Regions from separate parts of the Sus scrofa genome. Here regions 1 and 2 are each linked to region 3. A link is a contact called in public HiChIP or PLAC-seq data. All regions are on one chromosome and are shown on one strand. Each heading gives the region's core, a stretch centred on a gene start, on an enhancer-like site or on the middle of the called end of the contact. The rest is flanking DNA. Distances are from core to core; before and after follow the strand shown.

Region 1 (3,189 bases), core at 281-2,780, 170 kb after region 3:
ATTTTCCCAAGGTCAAGAAATGTTTTCTATTCTGTCTCTGTGCTACCAGACACAGGGATTTAGTAAGAATTATGCTTATAAGAAAGATCAATGTATGTGAGCATATGGTATATACAACCAGCCACTCCAAAATAAAGGTATAAATTCAGAATTCACCCTCAGAAATTGGTCCAAAGCTGTATTTCTCAAGGTGTGGGCTACAGTTTACCTATACCAGAACTAGTAAGTCTTGTTAAAAGGCAGATTGCAGACTATTACCCTAATTGAGCAAATCAAAAGTGGTAGGGGGAGGGGGGCCTGGAATATCCCTGTTTAATGAGAAAGTCATGACAAGCATATGTACCTTTTTCTGAATTTTTGTTTCTACTTCAAGGTTTAAGCACAACAGCAACTTGAAATATAATTTGGATCCCTTTGAAAATGTAGATTCATCCTTTTACAAAAGCATTTCTGAGCGGTAAGCCATACCCCTAAACCTCTTAGAAACAGATTTACATTGGATTTTTAAACAACTCTTTCTTATTGAGGGAATCTTATAAAGTATTAACTTCAATCACCTCTATTTTTATTCGGTAACTGTTTCATTTGCTTTCTTCTCCCAACAGTTGCTTTTAAAGTCAGTTCTCAAATTGCTCCTTCTGTTCTTGTTGAATTTTAACATGACTGTTACTTGCACAGGCTACACAGAATTCCTAGTTTGTCCACGTGTCATGTAACAATATGTTCTCAGAAATGACCTCTGAAAAGCACCTTCATTTCCACCCATTTCCCCTGTCTTGTGTTTTTACATTCATTGCAATGCTAATCATCAAAGATTTTTTAACTTGTCATTATTATGATCACTTTGAATCCCTTTAAAACATGCCATTACTTACAAGTAAATTTGTTTTACAGATCCTCTTAATTCCCCAGGGAATGTAAATTACTGTGAAAGCTTGGAAAATAGTGAATGTTCCTTGGTGGCTCAGCAGGGTAGGGATCTGGCAGTGTCACTGCTGTGGCTCAAGTTGCTGCTGTGGCACAGATTTGATCCCTGGCCCAGGAACTTCCACATGCCATGGGCATGGCCGAAAACAAACAAAGAAACAAACAAAGAAAACAGTGATAGATACATAACAACTTGTCCACATCCTGGGGTATTTTGGCCTTAGGCCGTGAGCACATATTAATTCATAATTCTGCAAAAAGGGCCATAACATATACTGATGTACAAATAACATTTTCAAAAATGACTGGAACCTGAGAGTTTTTTGTCTGTTTGTTTTTTGTTTGATTTTGTTTTGGTTTTTAACTCTCCTAGGAGAAGTAGATGAATGATCCTCTTACACAGAATCTTTAGGAACTGTGTAGGTTCCTGACTTTCAGCTCTTGTAGTTGTTGGCAGAAAGTAGAAACACATAGCGTAGAATCACCTCTCAGAGCAGGATGGGAGGTCACCATATCCAATTCCTAGGATAGGCACAGTGCTATTGGTTTCATTTCATGGCCATACCAGCTTCAGTATCTTGGCACCCATGGCCTCTATTCAGTACGTGACAGAAGAGGAAGCAACTTAAGTCTCTTCCTTCTTTGTGCAAAACCTCATCACCACTCTGACAGCCAATATAACACTTTTAACCTCACTAGTTAAATAAACCCTAAGTACATTTCACTGCTAGTCACACTCTTATCTGCTCTTTCTAAACTGATAACTTCCTGACTTAACATAGTCTTGGCCAGGAGCTGCAAAATTGTATACATTTTAAACACCACCATTAAAATAAAATCCCTCTAGCGTCTTTTCTTTAGATGATGCAGTAGAGAAGAGGTAGGAAATAGTACATTTGGGCCAATGGGAAGAAGACTTCATAAGAATCAAGACAACTGAGTTCCAAGCTTGGCTGTTATTAACTTCTGCATGATTTGGAAGAAGCCTTAGAAACTCCACATTTCAGTTTCCTCATCTATAAAATGAGAGGTGTGATCAGCACAAATAAGCAGCTGGACCATGCCTGCAATGATGTCTGTTGTGGATGCTGGAGCAGAAAACAGCAATATTCAAGTCAGAAATTTTCCATCCATGGACTAGAGACCACTGCATCCAAATTACAAGATATCAAGACCTGAGTTTTCTCATCAGTAAAACAGGAATAGTAAGATCCATGTCCTGAGAATTAAAATAGCTAATATACATACACGTTCTTAGCTCTGTACCTGGCAGGATTATGCCTTCAATCAGTAAATTCTAGCCCCTATTTCTAGCTATGTCCTACAAAAGAATCATCTCTTCTCTACCTTGGGGAGCCTCCAGCTTGTTTTGTTATGACAACACATTTGCTATTGTTTTGTTTGCTGTTTCCATCTACCCTAGGCGTTTTTGGATGCTGTCCTTCAATCAGACTGCTTCAAACACATGCTCATCTTCCAAGGTCAGAGTTTGGCTCTTATTTTCTGACCTGAGAACAGAAACATCAAGCTCTTTGTTCACTCCAGTAAGATGCATTAATTGAAGGCTTTTCCACTTACAATTTTATTGAAGAACAGGAATTTTTTTTTTTAGCGTTTACAGGAGAAAGGAAATAGGGATCAACCTGCATGATTGTTGCACTAGTAAGAACACCATTATCAACTGTGTCATTGATGTATTCAAATAATCCAGTGAAAATAAAACAGTGACTGCAAGTTAAGAACTGCTTTTAAATTGAAGTATAGTTTTGTTTGTATCCCAGAGTAGCTTTGGAAACCAACAAAATCAATTTTATGAACTAGGAAAGATTGCTGAAATAAACTTCTGAAACAGCCAGTACTACTTCCACAATCAGCTTACATGTTTGAAGATCACCTACAGTGAGTTAAAACTAACCACATCCAATGAAAACCTGTTGTTTTTACAGCACTGAGAACATGAGTTATGTGAGAAAGAGGCTTCCTTTTTCTTCTGGTTCCTAGCCCACCCCTCAGTGAGGGGAGACTAATGACTTTGGAAGAGAGGCTTGCAGTTCTGCCCCAGATTCTGCATAACAAGTACCCCAGCTCCCCTTCCTTCCCTGGGCCACAACCCCATTGGCCTTCACTTTTCTGTGCTTTACCTGAAGTGGGCCTCCCTGATTGTCTTCTACTCTTCTTGCAAAATATCTACTCTTCCTTTAAGTGTCAGTTTACATGTCTGTGATCTATCTTCTTCTCTCTTCCCCCAATTTGTTCTTGCTT
Region 2 (3,102 bases), core at 310-2,809, 190 kb after region 3:
TTCTGAGGACTGTGAGGAAGAATCTGTTCTGTGCCACTCTCCTGGCTCCTGGGGGTGTATTGGCCACATGTGGCATCCTTGGCTTATAATGCATCACCCCATCTCTCCCTTTATCTGCACTTGGCATTCTCCCTGTGTGAGCATCTTTGTCCAAATTTCCTCTTTTTGTGAGAATGCCAGTTGTCTCGGATTAAGGCCCTCCTAACGATGTCATCTTAACTGGACCATCTTCAAAGACCCTATTACTAAATAAGGGTCACCTTTTCAGGTACTGGGGATTAGGACTTGGGCATTACTGGGGGGACACAATTCAACCTACAGTCCGTGTATTACCTCGTTCAGTGTCGTAAGGGCCGTAATGGTCACTAGGATAAACTGGGACATGGAGGCTTGAAAAGATTTGTTTACCTTTTCCAAATTCATCTACTGCACAAAAATGGCAGAACGAGGGTTTGAATCTAACAGTTTGACTCAAACAACGATGCTCTTCATCACCATATGGGGTTTCCCAAGAGCATGAGGCACTTTCCCAGCATTTCAGTCACCAGACCATAGGTTATGCTCTGTGATCGTCCTATCTACTTGCAGGAGTGCTAGCTACTAATGATGGAACACCTAGGCATATGTACCTTATCTCACTGAATCCCCCCAAACAACCTCGGAAGTCATTTTCTCTTTACCCCGGTTCACAGAGACGCAGATTAAAGGTCAAAGACATTGAGAACTTTTGGCCAATGTCACAAATAAAGTAAGGATGGAGCCAGGATTCAGGTCATTCCCCTCCCCAACCTAGATCCTGAAGATGTATTTCTCCCACTGCGTTTTGCTGTCTTTGACACAGACCTCAAAGGACATTAGGATATCAATTGGCCACATAAAAAATAAGAAGTTCAAGTAAATCTTGCCCATGCTGTTTTTAAAAGTGAGCACAAAACAAATCTCAGTTCCTAAGAATTTGAATCACCCCAGGGAAGGTACAGGAACATAGCAAATGTTTGTGTGATTACTTGGGCAACCTTGCCTGTGCTATGTAAATATGTAATGACTAATCAGCCAGGGCAGCTGAGGGATTTTTCTAGATGTGGGCAGTTTTTTATTTGTGCATATTTGCCCAGCTACGCGTGTGAAAAGGGAGGAAAAAAAGACTTCTAGCTATTTAGCATAATCATGAACCAAAACAAAAGGAGAAATTATTTCACTCCTGCTTAGGTAAAACATTTTAATCTTTCTAAATCTCTGTGTGTGTATTTTTGGGTTCGTAGCAACTGGCAGACTATTTAGGACAGAAATGTACATGTACTGAGGGCAAAGAGAGCCTTGGGAGGTGAGGATGTGTGCTGAGAAAGGAGAGATGATGTTTGGCCAGTGACAAACAGAAACTCCATTGACAAGGAATAGTCCTTGGCAAAATAATATTAAGATTTTTCTGGAGGTTGTTTACCATTACTAGTTTTCAGTTTTCTGACGTTGACAAAAACGGAAAAACCCAGATCCTGACTCTCCGGAGCTTCTCACTTTGCCGACTCTGCAAGAGCATTGGCAGCTTTATAGCGCCATCATGTGGTCACTTGTCAATTTGTTCCAAAATTCCGCGGGAGCCCAGCCTGGCAAGGAGAGGGACTGATGCGCACAGGATTGTGTTGGGCGAGAACAGAGCTGGCTAGTCCTCTAACTGACACAGGCAGCAATAGGGTGGTGCTGGGGGAGGGGAAAGCCAGGGCTGAGAAGACCCTGGGGGCAGAGCAGGGGTGGGGCAAGAAGATACCGAGCAGCTGGACCTGACCGTGTAGACAGGCAGCAGCAAAGAGGAAATTGACCCACGGGGAGTCATCGTAATGCCGCCTTAGTCAGGATTGGATGAGGAAGTTTCTTGGAAGAATTTAAGCTTCCAGAGAAGGAGGAGGAAGTGGCTACAGTGGTGGTAATGATGGTGGCTGTGGTTGTGGTAATGGTAACGTAATGGTGATGGTGGTGGTGGTAGGGGACCCATTTTGAGGGCAGCTGAGGGAGGCAAGAGACATGAAACAGAGGCTGGCACTATTCCACAGGGTATCTCAGCACCTCTAATGAGAGTTTGGGGACCTTCTCCTATCCTGGTGAGAAACTGTATTTGATTTCCTGGGAAGGCAGTGGCCGTGATTTGGAAAGGGGAGGGGTGCTGCAAATGCAGGACTGGGGTGGCAGAGTACCTAAGCAAATTTTTGGCCTCTCCAAGTTGGATTTCCTCATTGTAAATTAGGGTGTTTGCTTCATGGAGCTGTTGTGGGGATGCAAGAAGATGATACAGAAAAGATTTAGCACGATGCCCAGCAATATTATAAACAGTACATGTTAGCCATCACTCTTACTCCTGCTATCATTGTTCTTAATATCATCATTTTGGACAAAATCTCCAATGTGTAACTCCTCCTAATAGCTGGTCCACATTTACCTGTGGACCAGAATCATGGTCATGAATACACAGCGTGATGTCTTTTTGACCAGACTTGCAGACTGTTAAAAATAAAAAGCCACAGGAGCTAGTCAATACAACTGTTGGGCCTTTCCTGCTAAACATTCCAGTCAGTGGGTCAGAGAGCCAAAGTATATCAATCACCTTGTGATTTGTAATTTTTGTATTGCCTGTCCTTTCCCAGCCCCTTGGTTCTCCCCGATATTTTTTTCTCCGGGCACGCACTGTATTAGTCAGTCTCAGCAGGAATCAGATGGACCCAAAGGAGTAACTGAAGGATCAGTGATAGAGCTGTTTATGGACATGAACCTGTACTTTCAAGTGCCAATAAAGGCTCCACTTGATCAGAAAAAGCAGTCCATCCGGTCATCCAATCCGCAGAATGCTAAACCAACTCGAGGCTCTATACTTATTTCCTCGTTCCTTGATTTTTCTTTTCTTTTCTTCAGCATGAGGAAGTTCCCCCGGCACCGGGGATCGAATCCAAGCTGCATCAGCGATGAAGCCCAATCCTTAATCTGCTGAACCACCAGGAAACCTCATCTTTGATCTTTCTAAACAAGGTCAGATCTGCAGCCCTGACCAATCATGCCCTGTCTCCAGGTTGCCGCTTCTAATACTCCAAACAACTTGCTCCTTGCTCAGGCTTA
Region 3 (2,904 bases), core at 339-2,838:
TGAATACTTAAATGAAAACTGTAATAAGGATTTTTTAAATTTTATATTTTTTCATACAGCTTAACACCTGAAAACAACTGTATTGTGGGCACCTTTCTGAGAGGTCTCAGCTGTTTCCTTTTCTTGAAGACAGCAAGCAGAAACAGAGCTAAAAATCATGTTTCCAGAGCGGGAAGGGTAAAGGATATGGGACAAGACTGCTACAAACTAGTTTCCAGAAGTGGGAAGTGGGAAATCAGGCAACTTTTTCCTCTCTGATAACCCTTATTTCAGAGCAACAGGGGAATTGCGAATAGATTTTGGAAAATAAGGCTGTCTTGAAAACAATTTCTGTTGGACCAAGTCCTTACTTCCCTGGAAGTAGTCAAATCCAAGACAATTTCAACAGTGCTGAAATTTATTACTTGAAGTTATGGCAGCATAAAACTGTCTTCTTTAAATGGAAAATATGACCAACTTGTATGAGGTAAATGAATTTTGAAAGTGGGAGTGGGTGGGGGAGCTACGCAACTTTTTTTTCTTTTTAAAGGGGGCGAGGATGCATAGGAAGACTCCCAAGCAGCCACAAAACCAGCAGGTCTCTTGGGATTTAGAGGATGTTCCACCAGAGAGCTCCAAAGCTGAGCTCAGAAGCTCTCCAATTCACAGCTCCTCATCGAGGGACTTTTGGGTTAACTGCAACGGAGCAATGGGGGAATCCCTCCCTTGGCAAAAAGAGGGTAACTGGAGGAAAGACGCGCTTCACACCGTTCAAATCTGGCAGTTCTCTGCAAGACCCCGTCCTTATTCGGCCTCCCTCCGGGCAGGTCCCGCACCACCAGGCGCAGGTCCGAGGGGGCCGCAGGGGGATCCCGCATCAGCCCAGGCACCTAACCCACACCCCTAGAGCAACCACCCCCTGGGGCCTCTGGCCCGAAACCCCCGCGGGATAAACTCGCCGACCTCGGGCCCCGCCCGCTGCCTCGCGCCTCCGGGCCCCGCGACCTCCCCACCCCCGGCCGGGCCCCTGCGAGGCTGCGCTTCCCGTAACTCCCCTCCCTGCACTGCCCCCTCCCCGCCTCGGCCCCGCCCCCGCGGGACCCTGAGCCGCGTGCGATTGGCCCTGCCGCGCCATCACTCTCCGGACGCGTCACCGCCCTCGTTTCCGACCGCCCAGAGACCGGCAGTGGTGGTAGTGCTCGCGGGGCCGCGGTGGAGGGCATAGTGCTGTCCTGCTCTCTCCCACTCGCCCGCGGGTCGGCGCGCTCGCCCAGCTGAGCAGCATCCAGGGCTGCGGGGCAGTCGGACTGCACGCTCAGCCTGAGAAGCAGAGACAGCTAGTCCTAGCTTCGGGATGGGGAGCCGGCGAAGTTGACGAGCCCACCACCCGCGCTGCGCCTCTCCTGTGCGGAGGCGCTCTGCCCTCTCCAGGAGGTGCCCGCGCACGGCCCTGCTCCAGGTGTGCGCGGGACACCCAGCCCCCGAGACCCGAAAACTTCACCCCAAGTCCAAAGAGTGGTTTCCGAGGGCGGTGCCGGGAGCCAGACTCCGAACTCCGTGAAGGGGGAACTGTCCTGGTGGCTCGCACGGCCGTCTGAGGGCGGAGACCGGTGGAAACTTTATCACCATCATCGTAATTACTACGTTTTACTGTTTCTCTCCCCGCAGGGGCTACAGCCAGAGGTCTGTCGCGCGTGTTTGTTTGCCAAAGGAGCCGCTTGGGGGAGAAGACTCGAAGGGGAGTTGTTCCCCAAGGGATACCTGCAGCCCAGGCAGGGGGTTTGGGCGGCCTGGATGCACAGGACCCAGCCCCGCAGCCGCTGACGCCGGGCGGCGGCGAAGTTTGGCTGCTGAGCGGCGCAGAGCAAGGCCACTGGACAGCGGGCAACCCTGCGGCCGTGGCAGCGGGAGCGATGCCGGTGGGGGGCCTGTTGCCACTCTTCAGCAGCCCGGCGGGCGGCGGCCTGGGCGGCGGCCTGGGTGGGGGGCTCGGCGGCGGCGGCGGCGGCGGCGGCAGAAAGGGGTCGGGCCCCTCCGCCTTCCGCCTGACGGAGAAGTTCGTGCTGCTGTTGGTGTTCAGCGCCTTCATCACGCTCTGCTTCGGAGCGATCTTCTTCCTGCCCGACTCTTCCAAGCTGCTCAGCGGGGTCCTGTTCCACTCCAGCCCCGCCCTGCAGCCAGCCGCTGACCACAAGCCGGGGCCCGGGGCGCGCGCCGAGGACGCGGCAGATGGGCGAGCCCGGCCCGGTGAAGAGGGCGCTCCCGGGGACCCCGCGGCCGCCCTAGAGGACAACTTGGCCAGGATCCGCGAAAACCACGAGCGAGCTTTGAGGGAAGCCAAGGAGACTCTGCAGAAGCTGCCCGAGGAGATCCAAAGAGATATCCTGATGGAGAAGGAGAAGGTGGCCCAGGACCAGATGAGTAACAGGATGGGGTTCAGGCTGCCCCCAGTGTACTTAGTACCCCTCATCGGGGCGATTGACCGGGAGCCGGCCGACGCCGCTGTCCGCGAGAAAAGGGCAAAGATCAAAGAGGTGAGTGCACCCAGGCTGGAAATTCTTCCGGACCTGCGATGTTTTTCTGGGAGAAACGACAAACCTTTGAAACTCATAAGACTGTAACATTACAATGTGGGGAGACATCGAGGTTTTCCACTTAACCTGGTGCAGTGTCAAAGGCTCTTTCGTTTTCCTTTCAGTATCATAGTAGATGTGGCCAATTATGATCCGAGGTTGAATCCCGTTGTTTTTAACTTGCATGCTCGGTGAGCATAAGCCACACAAGGTAGGTCTTAAATATATGGGTAGGTGCTGTGCAAACCTCTTTTACGGCCCAATACACGGTTAATCGTCGCTGAGAACAGTGGCAGTGAAGGTCCCAAACAGCCCCCCTAATAAAGCTTGGTCGTGGCTTTGAAATGAAGCT

The links. HiChIP or PLAC-seq counts read pairs in DNA pulled down with a chosen protein or histone mark.
Region 1: an H3K27ac HiChIP or PLAC-seq map of alveolar macrophages shows a contact between it and region 3. The contact joins the enhancer-like site here to the promoter of MAN1A1 in region 3. A contact is called at or near these places in 1 of 5 promoter capture datasets (liver), 6 of 47 Hi-C or Micro-C datasets (alveolar macrophages, embryonic fibroblasts, fetal skeletal muscle and 2 more) and 1 of 2 datasets of contacts at active chromatin or transcription factors (alveolar macrophages).
Region 2: a contact with region 3 is called in an H3K27ac HiChIP or PLAC-seq map of alveolar macrophages. The contact joins the enhancer-like site here to the promoter of MAN1A1 in region 3. A contact is called at or near these places in 2 of 5 promoter capture datasets (fetal liver and liver), 20 of 47 Hi-C or Micro-C datasets (adipocytes, alveolar macrophages, embryonic fibroblasts and 12 more) and 2 of 2 datasets of contacts at active chromatin or transcription factors (alveolar macrophages and skeletal muscle).

Annotation. Positions count from the first base shown.
Region 1 is chr1:42,899,276-42,902,464 of Sscrofa11.1, forward strand. No RefSeq gene overlaps it. Among named protein-coding and RNA genes, the nearest start is that of FAM184A, 100 kb to the right of the region's middle. Within about 2 kb of position 1,531, at least 3 of the 83 cell types and tissues checked have an H3K27ac peak or open chromatin away from gene starts, as enhancers often do. A contact at or near this core is called in alveolar macrophages, where this site is marked.
Region 2 is chr1:42,922,147-42,925,248 of Sscrofa11.1, forward strand. No RefSeq gene overlaps it. Among named protein-coding and RNA genes, the nearest start is that of FAM184A, 80 kb to the right of the region's middle. Within about 2 kb of position 1,560, at least 21 of the 83 cell types and tissues checked have an H3K27ac peak or open chromatin away from gene starts, as enhancers often do. A contact at or near this core is called in alveolar macrophages, embryonic fibroblasts, liver and 3 more, where this site is marked.
Region 3 is chr1:42,728,581-42,731,484 of Sscrofa11.1, forward strand. It overlaps MAN1A1 (mannosidase alpha class 1A member 1), which reads left to right and starts at 1,589. Exons shown (of 12, transcript NM_213885.1): 1 at 1,589-2,513. The coding sequence starts at 1,893.